2 separate regions of the Mus musculus genome follow, and region 2 is linked to region 1. A link is a contact called in public ChIA-PET data. All regions are on one chromosome and are shown on one strand. The core of a region is the stretch at or near the end of the contact, and the rest is flanking DNA. Distances in the headings are between cores, read along the strand shown.

Evidence for each region. ChIA-PET counts read pairs in DNA pulled down with a chosen protein or histone mark.
Region 2: a contact with region 1 is called in an RNA polymerase II ChIA-PET map of memory CD8 T cells, with 5 read pairs. The contact joins two enhancer-like sites. A contact is called at or near these places in 1 of 39 promoter capture datasets (pre-B cells), 1 of 484 Hi-C or Micro-C datasets (embryonic stem cells) and 1 of 115 datasets of contacts at active chromatin or transcription factors (memory CD8 T cells).

What each region holds. Positions count from the first base shown.
Region 1 is chr5:66,073,153-66,078,499 of GRCm38.p6, reverse strand. The region is part of intron 3 of Rbm47 (RNA binding motif protein 47); the gene reads left to right. Among named protein-coding and RNA genes, the nearest start is that of Gm40310, 65 kb to the right of the region's middle. Within about 2 kb of position 3,234, at least 159 of the 459 cell types and tissues checked have an H3K27ac peak or open chromatin away from gene starts, as enhancers often do. A contact at or near this core is called in memory CD8 T cells, where this site is marked.
Region 2 is chr5:65,100,158-65,105,504 of GRCm38.p6, reverse strand. No RefSeq gene overlaps it. Among named protein-coding and RNA genes, the nearest start is that of Tmem156, 11 kb to the right of the region's middle. Within about 2 kb of position 2,629, at least 106 of the 459 cell types and tissues checked have an H3K27ac peak or open chromatin away from gene starts, as enhancers often do. A contact at or near this core is called in memory CD8 T cells, where this site is marked.

The DNA.
Region 1 (5,347 bases), core at 1,985-4,484:
TTCACTAACATTTCTGGGTTGTCAGACCTATCCATCCCTCCACTTATCCATCCATCTATCTATCCATCTGTCCATCCACCCATCCTTTAACTGTTTATTAAAAGCTCATTCTGGGATGTGTTCTCATCTCTCAGTTCTTTTTATGGCATTGTTTTGAGGGAGGGTCTCACTGTGTGCACAGGCTGGCTTTGAACCTGTGGCAGTCTTCCTCAGTCCCCAATTCAGGGACTCCAGGTGTTTGCCCTTTGCCTGGTTCCATTTTTCAGTTCTTCAACATTACTTCTTGTGCTTCCTCCTCCCAGTCCTGCGTTAACAATTATCTGTCATCATAGTCCAGCTTTGGCTGGCATGGATCTTAATAAATACGGAGTCTTGCAGTCTATACACTTCTGGTGTTACTCTCTTGGCGCTTATATCTGTGATATTTGCCCAGGCTCTAATTTATTAGCTCCTTTGCTGCCTAGTTTTGCTTTGTAGGAATAGACCACATTTTAAAAAAAAAAATTATTTCAGGAGTTAAAACTATGAGCGTGAGCTTAAAAAAAGTCATGCCTCCGTGTGTCAGCTCTTCACAAAGTTGGGTGACCTCACAAAGGGTGGGATAGAAATGTTATCACCTGAGAGGGCAGAGGGAGGACCACTTTGAGGGAGTGTGTTTGCTAAGCACTCTGCGTGAGCCATTTATTTAACGGAAGCAGTTGTCTCAGGAGCAACTGCAGCTGTCTTGTATGAGGAGCCCGGCCCGAGAAGCTTTGCCAGGTTACAGTGGAGCCTGACTCAAGGTGAAAAGCATTTACCACACTAGGGAGCAATCTTGTTCTAGAGAAGGCTGTTGGGGCTCTGCCACCGCGATTTCCTAAGAGTCTCTCCCTCACTCGTTTCAGTGCTAACAGTTGAATCAGGGCTTCCTTCGTGCTTGGCAAGGGACGGCTTCTGAGCTGTACACCCCAGCCCCAGTCAGCCTTACAGAGTACCGGGAAGAGGCGATCCTCTGTTAGAAAGCCAGCCATTGGCTTGAGCTTTCTCTCTTTTGTAATTCATCTGTTTTGAAGATAAGACTTTCTGGGCTCTAACTTGTTTGTTTTACTTATGATTTTTTTCTTTGAGATTTTTTTTTTTTACTGTATTCATTTATTTCGGGGGGGGGGGGGGGGCAGACACATGCCCCAGCACCTGTGTGTGTAAAGCTCAGAGGGCAATTTGAATAGGTTCACTTCTTCCTCCACAGGGGTCCAAGGACTTGATCTCAGGGTTGACTGAGTCATGTCACCAGCCCTTGCTCGAAACTGATTCTTCCTCACTAACTACAGAGATTCTCAGCCCCGTATTCAGCAGCCTTCAAGTTTTTTCCTAAGTTCAAGCTTTGCTATGCTTGGATAAAGAATAACTGTCATCGTAAGAGAGCTAAGTGAATTAAGGCTGAGTTACTGATTTCCTGGGAGTCAAAGGTCCCTGTTTTAAATAGAACCAGAGGAAGTCCTTACAACGGGGCTCAGGCTCAAGGGGACACCTTGGGAAGAGGAGTTCAGGGAAAGGAACGTTCTGGGGAAAAAAGCTGCACGTCTTGTCCAGAAGGTCCCTTCTCGGAATAATAAAAGACAGCGTGTGTCTTCACAGTACTTCCTCCTAGCTGTGAATGAGAGGGACTCTGTTCTAAACTTGGCCTTGGTGTGTGACGGAGCTGTGTGTGTGAGATCTTGTCAGTGAGGCCCGATGGCTGCATGGTCCACTCTCTCCCCAGGGGCATCCGTGAAACTACCCTGAGAGTGTCTCAACTGAATATCTCACATCGCTTCTAGAAAGAGCAAGGGTTCCTGCTTTCTGTGCAGTCAGAGTTCGTTTTCCTCACTACTGGTAGAGAGCCTTTCATAGGACACTACTTTAAAAAAAAAAATCACCAGCTGGCCTTGAATATCTTTAACTTTATGGACAACCACAGCGGCAACATCTTGTAATTGTACAGTTAAAAAGAAAAGAAAAAAGAAAAGAACCCACCCCCACCCCCCCACTTTCTTGGCCTGGAGAGATTGGTCAGTGGTTCTTTTCCCGAGTTTAGTTGGTACCCTTTCATGGGTGCTCACCACAACCTGTAGTGCCAGCTCCAGGGCATCCTCTTCTGGCCTCCGTAGGCACCTTGACACTGGTGCAACCCCCACACCCCCAACACACCTGTAAACACAATTTATAATTCAACACATCTTTTAAAAAACTCCTTTCTCAAATAAACTCCATGTCTACCATTAGCTTTAGTCTTGCGATGTTAAATGAGAACGTTGAAATAAACGATATGACCACCTATCTGGCTAGGAGAAGAGCTGACGTGTGGACTTTCCGCCTCCGTGGACCCAGCTCTTCTCTCTCTGGCCCCACTCCTGCCACCCGCACAGTGTGTGGTGACCTGTGTCAGCATTACCTTTGGTCTACGGGGGCCTCTCAGAACACAGACTTCATGGTGTGCCTTCCATGTGTGAGACACTGCACCAAGTGCGTTAGGGGTTCACCCCTAGCCCCCACACAACTCTGCTAGCTCGGAATCCTTCACCCTTCTCACTGAAGGGAACCAAGGCTCGGAGCAGTCGGATGATCTGCATAAAGCCATATATTTGCCATGTTCACCCTGTCAGCTGCCTGCCACAGGTCTGAAGAAAGCCCTGCCTTTCCCCTATCTTCATCACAGTGGAGCTCAATGCAAGGGGCCTTAAACAATTTCTTTTCCTCCTAAGTCTTGACTTTTATCCACACCATGCCCCCTGATGGATAGATGTTGTCTTTGTAACTAGACATAGATGTGGGTTAGATTCGATTTTTAACTTAGCCTTTAACTTTCAGAGCCGAAGGAAAACCAGGGTTAGGGGCTAGGAGGTCAGTGGGCCTGCTTGGTAGGCTTGGCAGGGACCTCTTTGCGGGGAACCCTGGAATAGAGGTGGCTTCCTTGGGCAGAAAATTGGTCAGATGACTCTCAAGCACACAGAGATGTGTGTGTGTGTGTGTGTGTGTGTGTGTGTACACGATCGCTCACGCATGTGCCTGTGTGGAGAAGGTATGGCAACAGGCATTTATGGAGGCAGAAGCAGGAAGCTGCCTGCTCGTGTTCCTCATACAGGAAGCAGAGTAAAAGGACAGGAAGTGGGGCCCGGCTATAAAACCTCAAAGCCAGGCTGAAGAGTACTTAAGAGCACATGCTGTTCTTGCAGGGGACTTTGCACCATACAGCAGTTAAGTGTGTACAGCCCCAGTTCCGGGGGATCCGGCACCCTTTCCATTCTCTACAGACACTAGGTGCTCTCATGGTATGCCTACATATCCAGGCAAAACACTCATATAAACAGATCAGAGGGACAATCTAGGGGGCAACCTCAAAGCTCACCCCACAGTGACACACTTCCTCTTTAAAGTTTCACAGTCTTCTTGAGACAGGGCTGCCAACTAGGAAGTGAGTGTTCCAACACAGGAACCTACCGGCGCGTTTTTAATTCAAACCACCATACAGGGCTTCTGGGTCTTTGCTGAAAATGCTAGGCTTTGTAGAGCTATGAGCCCCGGGAATCCTCCTGTCTCTACTTCTCCAGCAGAAGGATTACAAATCTACTCCACCTTGAACATGGGTGCTGGAGGTGAACACTTAAGCTCACGGAAGTTCAGCAGCATTTTACAAACCTGTCATGCCTTGTTTTGTTTTAAAGATTTATTTATTCATAGGCATGATTGTTTTGCCTGCATGAATTTCTGTGCACTACGTTTATGCTTGGTACCCAAGGAGGCCAGAGAGAGGCCATCAGAGTCTCTGGAACTGAAGTGACAGATGGTTGTGAACTGCAGTAGAGATGATGAACACAGACTCTGTAAGAGCCCTTAGAGCCAGCGGCCAACGCACTTATTGTTGAGCCATCTCTCCGGCCCCTTGTTTTGTTATTCTGAGACAAGCTTTTGCTACATATCTCTGGCTGCCTATGTAATTGAGGCTGACCTTGAACTTGTGACAATCCCACCTCTTTCTGCCTCTGAAAGCTGGCATTGCAGGTGTACACTACCACACCTGATTGCCAAGAAGAGTTCTTTTGCTCTCAGTATTCTTGGCAAAGGAAACTGCGGAGGTGCATCCAGATTGTTACTGACGTGGCTCTGTGGGCCGTTGTTCTCCTGCCTGGGAGAACAAGAGAAGTGAAATCAAGGGGTACCCAAATCAAGGGGTGCCCAGAATGCTTTCCAAGCTTTCAGGCAACCAGACAGATACCTTGGATGTCCATAGGGTCTAACAGCCATCACCCCAAGGATGGCCTCCTGCGTCCCTACTCTGGATTTCATATTGAAAGAGCTAATTAGCAGCTGGGCCCTTTCCCTGCTAGCACAGTGGCCTGTGTGTTTGCCGCTAGGTATGCCAACCCCAGGTGGGTTTTGAGCATCATTGCTGAGGCACTGTTTGGTGTGTCAGAGCGCACTGGCCTATTTCTGCTGGCCTTCCTTTCCAGCAGGATTCCTAAACGGAACTTTGTACCACAAATGAACCTGGACTCCTACCTGCTGAGGAGTTCAAGAGACTGAACCGTGTCCCGTGCAGCTTCCCCTCATTTAAGGATTGTGAAACCCCAATGGGTTTAAATCGATCATTGTTTAAACGACTGTCCTCTCTGTGTCCGCTCGCTGCGTATGCAAACTCTGGAAGAAACCAAACAAAGATCTCATTCTGCTTCTCCTCCAGCAATGACTTTTTACTGTAAGAACATAGGAAACACCTGCTTGCTCATGGTTTCGTTGTTTAATACAGAATCTCCCTCGCTCTGTAACTCAAGAACTAACTTATAGATATAGCCCAGGATGGCTCCAAACTCACAATCCTTAGCCTCCCCAGTGTTAGGGTTATGGAGTTGTTTATCTTTCATTATTTGTTAAGAAAATTAGAGCAGCTTGACTACATTTTCTGCTGCTATTTGATACGTTACTCTAAGAAAGCAATAAATAGCCCCTCACGAAGACAGCAGGCCCAAGGATGTCCTCTTGGGACTAGCATCCCACTTCTTGAGTGGTAAGGACTGTTTGTGCTGCATAAGAATCTGAATGTAGAAACGGGCAGGGAGTGGATGCTGTTGAAGGAACACATACCTGGGTGAGGGACCCGATTCACCTGGACTTCCGTGTGATTTAGAGAACCCTCTATTCCATTCTTGCCTGCTCTCTGAGCTGGTGTGCTGGCTACACTTCTCAGGAGCACTCTTGTTTGTGCCGTAGGAAAAAATAAAGAGATTTGTCTTGTTTTAAGTAGGAAACAGATTTGGAAAGTGTATTTTTATTAGAGAAATTAGATATTTGGAGATGCTGGCTTATGAATGGTAGTGGGACATATTTTTCT
Region 2 (5,347 bases), core at 1,380-3,879, 970 kb after region 1:
TGAGTCCACACTGGAGAAATAGCTTATATCCCTTTTTATAACTATCGGAGACTTATGACCTGCCTAGGTAATAAGATTGTAGTATCTGGGCCAGGCGTGGTGGCGCATGCCTTTAATCCCAGCATTGGGGAGGCAGAGGCAGGTGGATTTCTGAGTTCCAGGCTAGCCTGGTCTACAGAGTGAGTTCCAGCACAGCCAGGGCTATACAGAGAAACCCTGTCTCAAAAAAAACAAATATTGTAGTATCTGACTTGGTTGTCATACTTTTCTAGTTTTTCTCATAGTAACCCTGAAGAACAATATGGAGTTAAAACTGCAAAACTGAAGTGCAGTGGTTATGAGATGGAAAGAACAGTGAAAACAATGTCATTCCACAGAATCAGAAAGCAGCGATAGATCAATAAAAGCCCAGATATTTGTCCCTGAAATAAAACCATATAAGAACGACTAGAAGTGGAATAGTTGAACTTAGAATCTTATTGCTGATAACTGAGACAATGTTAATGCAGTGTCCTTTGTAAGTGCTCAAAACATTTTAGTCGATAATAATTATAAAATTGAGGTTAATTGTTGATGCTCAAAAAAAAAATGACTCCAAATGAAAACCTCAAAAGCAATCTCAGAGATGGACAGGTTTTTTTTCCTAGTCAAAGCAGTTCCATGAAGATACAGAAATGCTAAGACACACATTCTACCAAGGTCTCAAACTTGGGAGGAAGAACTGGCCCAGCAAGCTGGCTCAAGGAAGTAGAAGGCCTTCCTTTGCATGAAGGCCTCATGGTCCACGTAGGTTCTTCAGAGGCCATGGTAAAGGGGACTGACTACTTCAGACTGCTCTCCGACTGCATCCATAGGTGCACTATGGCACACATAGCCACACAAATAAGTAATTAGTTAATTAATTAAAAGAGCTGAGTGTGATGGCACACACCTGTGACCCCAGAGCTTGGAAGACAGAGATGGGTGACTCTCTGAGATTGAGGCCAGCACAGTCTGCCTATGGAGTTCCAGGTCAGCCTTGCTGGAGGAAGTATGTCGCTTGGGACAGCCTTTGAGAACTTAAAGCCTCACCCCCACATCACTTTTGCTCTCTGCCAGCTTTTGAAGGTGCCTGCCACCATGCTTGCCCTGTCATTATGGACTCTCTCTCTGTAGTGTAAGACGAAATAAACTCTCCCTTCTTTAAGTTGCTTTGTTCATGGTGTCTCATCACAGCAACAGAAAAGTAACTGAGGCAATGTGGTAAGAGCATGGTCCTGCCTTTCGTGTGAGAGTCATGGAGCCTGCCCCCGGCACAGGGAAAGCTAAGGCCCCTTTGTTCTCTAGACCATGTGGCCAGCAGATAGGGCATAGTTTCCTGTCAACTCATAGAGCATCATGATTTGACCTCAGGCCCGTGAGCATGAGCTCTGTCTCCTGGGAAGACTCATTCTTTACATGTGGAAGGAAGGTACTTTCCTCTCCTTCAGACCCTTACAGAACATTTACCTCACAGCTGCTCCACACAGACATGGGAAGCAGTATGCATTCTTTTACACACCTATTTCCATTGGCCATCTGTAAGTAGATCCCTTCTTCGAGACCACACTTTCTGACTTGGAGGTGGGGCTACCCGACCCTGTTGACTGCTGTTTTTATGTTTCACCACAGCATGGCTTAAGACCCCTCGTGGTCTAACAAGCTGCTGCTTGCCACTCTAGCACTGTGCCCATTCTGAACCGTTTGCTTTGTCTATACCCCATTATTTTTTCCCACAGTCAGGCCTTTGAATCTGCACACACACACACACACACACACACACACACACACACACACTTTTCTGATATTTGCTGAATCTGGGCCTCTCAAAGCTTGCTGTGTTCTTCCTACATCTCCCACCCATAGTGCCCAGGGCACCTTTCTCTCTGTTGTGGTATGTTCTGGCTATGAATATGGGTTTACTTGCCTGGCTCTCTGACTGGTGGAGAATGTCTGCTACAGGAATTCATAAATATTTTATAAATGAATGAATGAAAAATACCCTTGTCCTATAAACCATTGAGAAATAAAATAGCCACTCTGTTGAATAGAATAGCCCCACCCTGAGCATTGCAACACATACAAACAGAAACTTTCTTCTATTTTACAGTATTATACCACAAGTTTCATGAAATTTTAGAAGACTTTAATTATTCCATCATCTTACAAGAATGAGGAGATGAACAGGAAGTGCTTGTGTTTGTTTTCCTGTATTATGATAAGCAGCCTAACATCTCAATATGCTTGTTATACACTGCTAAAAAAAATAAATAACTGTTGCGTGCCTACTGATTAGTCGTTTCGTAATTTAAAGACTGTTCCAGCTCTGTGTTTGATATATCATTTCCTGATGGCTGTTTAATAACGGAAAAGAACAACCCACTTTGGTTTCTGCTCTCATGTTCTCTGAGAGCAAGCTCATAGCCACACTTTGTATGAATGTTTACAGATTTGCTGCTGTGAGTGCCAATGGTCGGCCTGCCTCGGATGTATCCATCAGCACCTGTCGATCATATGGGGTGATCCACAGCCCGGGAGACACCACACTGCTCGTTATGGAAAAGAGAGTGAACAATGAATCAGAGCCACACAAACCCCACACTGCTCGTTGGTTTTCACGCTTCCTCTTTCACCCCCCCCCCCAGTCTTGTTCAACTTTTAAGCACACACGCACCCTCTGCCTTCACACTTGCTTCTGTGTTCAGTGTCTATTCTTGGCACAGAGCACTTGGGGAAAGATTCTGGCTGTTTAATAAGCAGCTGACCTGAGCTACAAAGACATCAGGAAGATGGCACAGTGCAGTCAGATACCAATCTACACGATACCGGGGAGAGAGGGAACAAAGGCCTCTCATACTCTGGGCCAACCCCAAGGAAGTCAAGAAATGCTGTTAATAAGATACAGAAAGCCTCACTTGCTGCAGTCAAGCTTTTGTTTTGGATGCTTTGAAGTCTCAGCCTGCATCTATGGGAATCTCATCTTTTCAGACTGAGCCATTAATGTTTTATGTTATCAAACAATCGAAGGTTGCTATGTTGCTCTAGTGTTGTGAAGGATGTCTTGATCATGTATTTCCACTTCTATATGCACATATCTAAGATAAGGCACTTCCATATCAAAGGAGTTACCCAAAGCTTTGTGGCCAGAGGCTGGAATACCTCAGAGACCCAGGGAACTCATTACAGGCCGGTTGTCCCTTCTGAGGGCGCTAGCTGAGAAGGCAAGAAAGCAGTTTCAACAGGTTCATTCCTGCACAGGCTGCTTATCTTAGTACTGCAGGGTTTGTTAGTTAAAACAAGTCCTTCCTTCCAGCCATAGGTGACTTGGGTGGGGGTGGCAGTGGCTGCAAAGTAGCTGGTAGTATGTGGACTGGATATAAGCTTCCCTCTGAGGAAGCTTAAATAAGCAGGCCTGGGGTGGCTGCCCAGTTCTGAGCATCCTCAGTCCAGTGCTGGCAGATCAAACCAGATTTCCCCCTCTGAGGAAGAAATAGATGGGGTGACGCTCACCTGTGACCTGAGACAGGCCCAGTACCTTTCCTGGTTCTCTAAGGAGCTGGTTCTAAGAGCTGCTTATACTTCTAAGGCTGGCCAGCTGCCTCACCCCACCACGGAAGGGGGATATCCAGTGTGCCCTTGTGCTTTGCCACAACCTTGCTGCAACCACGGGATGTGATGAAACATGTCGGTTGTCTCCTGGTAGCCTCCTCTGAGGTTCTGAGTTTCTGGTCAGTGCTGTTTGAGCTGCCCGGGGGATATATGCCAGCGTTGGGAACAACATTATAGCTCCTTTCTCAATAACCTCCATTTCTAAAATAGCAAAGAGACTGCACTAAGGAAGGGAAAGACTGTGGAGGGAGAATGTTGTAATAATTTACATATAGTACAAAGCTACTCTTTCTAGTATATAGCTCCAGAATTTTAACTAATATACAGTTGCCACAAAACCCAACGTAGTCATGGAACATCTCTGTGCTCTAACAATTCCCTCGTGTCTGTCTCTATGTTGTCTATCTCTAGCCTGTGGCAACCACTTATCTATTTTCTGTCCCTGTGGTTTAAGCCTTGTCCCACGTGGCATGGCAATGGGACCATAACAAGGCTCTCTTAGCATCCTCACATAGCCAGTTTGTGCCCAGCCCATTCATTCAGAGCACGGACCATTGCCTGACAATAAGTTATTTTCATTATCTACTTGATTTCTCTTTCATTTGAGTGTCCACTTGCACTAGGAAGTGAGACAGGGATTTTTGCCTGTCTGCTACCGATTCTCCAAGGTTCACGAAGCAACCTAAGTGTTCAGTAAATATTTGTTGGATGACACGCTATGTGAATGAAGAGATTGGGGAATCCTGGGACCCTCCCCCCCAGTGGGGGGGGGGCTCAAACAGACCTTGTTAAGAAGAGATAATTTTCCTTACAAAATGTGTTAATTGAAGGATTTGTCTGTTGCCTTGTAGGTTGGCTACCGGAGAGTAATACAATCAAGAGACACCATGCTGTTGAATGGTTTCTTCAAATTCACCTGGATGGTGAGATTACCCAGAACAGAACTGGCCTGAGGTGAGGAAAGCCTTCTGGGGTTGTTGCAGGCACTGGATGACTTAATGGGCATGAAGTGTTTACTGCAGTGGTTTTCATCTGGGAACCGTTTTGTTCCCCCAGGGGCTATGGCAATGTCTGTAGACATTTTTGTTGTCAAAAGTAGGACAGAGAGGACAGCTACTGGAATCTGCTGAAGATCACAGAATGTGCAGTATGGTGCTCCATGACAAAGAATTATCGCAGAATGTGTAGCCAGGCTTGAAGTAAGGGGTGCATTTGCATTTGATGATGATATTATTATTAATTATTATTACATCATTATTGGTAGTAGTAGTAACAGTAGAAATATCCCCCACCGTGTGTGTGTGTGTGTGTGTGTGTGTGTGTGTGTGAGATGTACATGTAAGATGTGTGCAGATGTTGGACTACAACAGAGATTCTGGAATACCACAGAGCCTCCCAGAGCTCTCAGAGTTACAGACAGTTGCGAGCTGCACAATATGGGAGCTGGGAATCAAACTCTAATCCTTTGGAGGAGGGAATACATGCTTTTAATGGCTGAGCCATCTTTCCATCCCTGTGCTAACGTTATTTACAAATGACCCTTCCTAACAAACCCTCTCACCCAGGCTGGCAGTGAAGCTGTGCATAAAGTCTCAAGTCAGACTCTTTACGTTTGAAGCTCAGCGTGAGCCTTGGCAGCGTGCTCTGGAGCAAGTTACGTGACTTTTCTATACGTCTCTGCCTATGAAAGGGGATTAATTAGAGTAATTGCCTCAGGGAG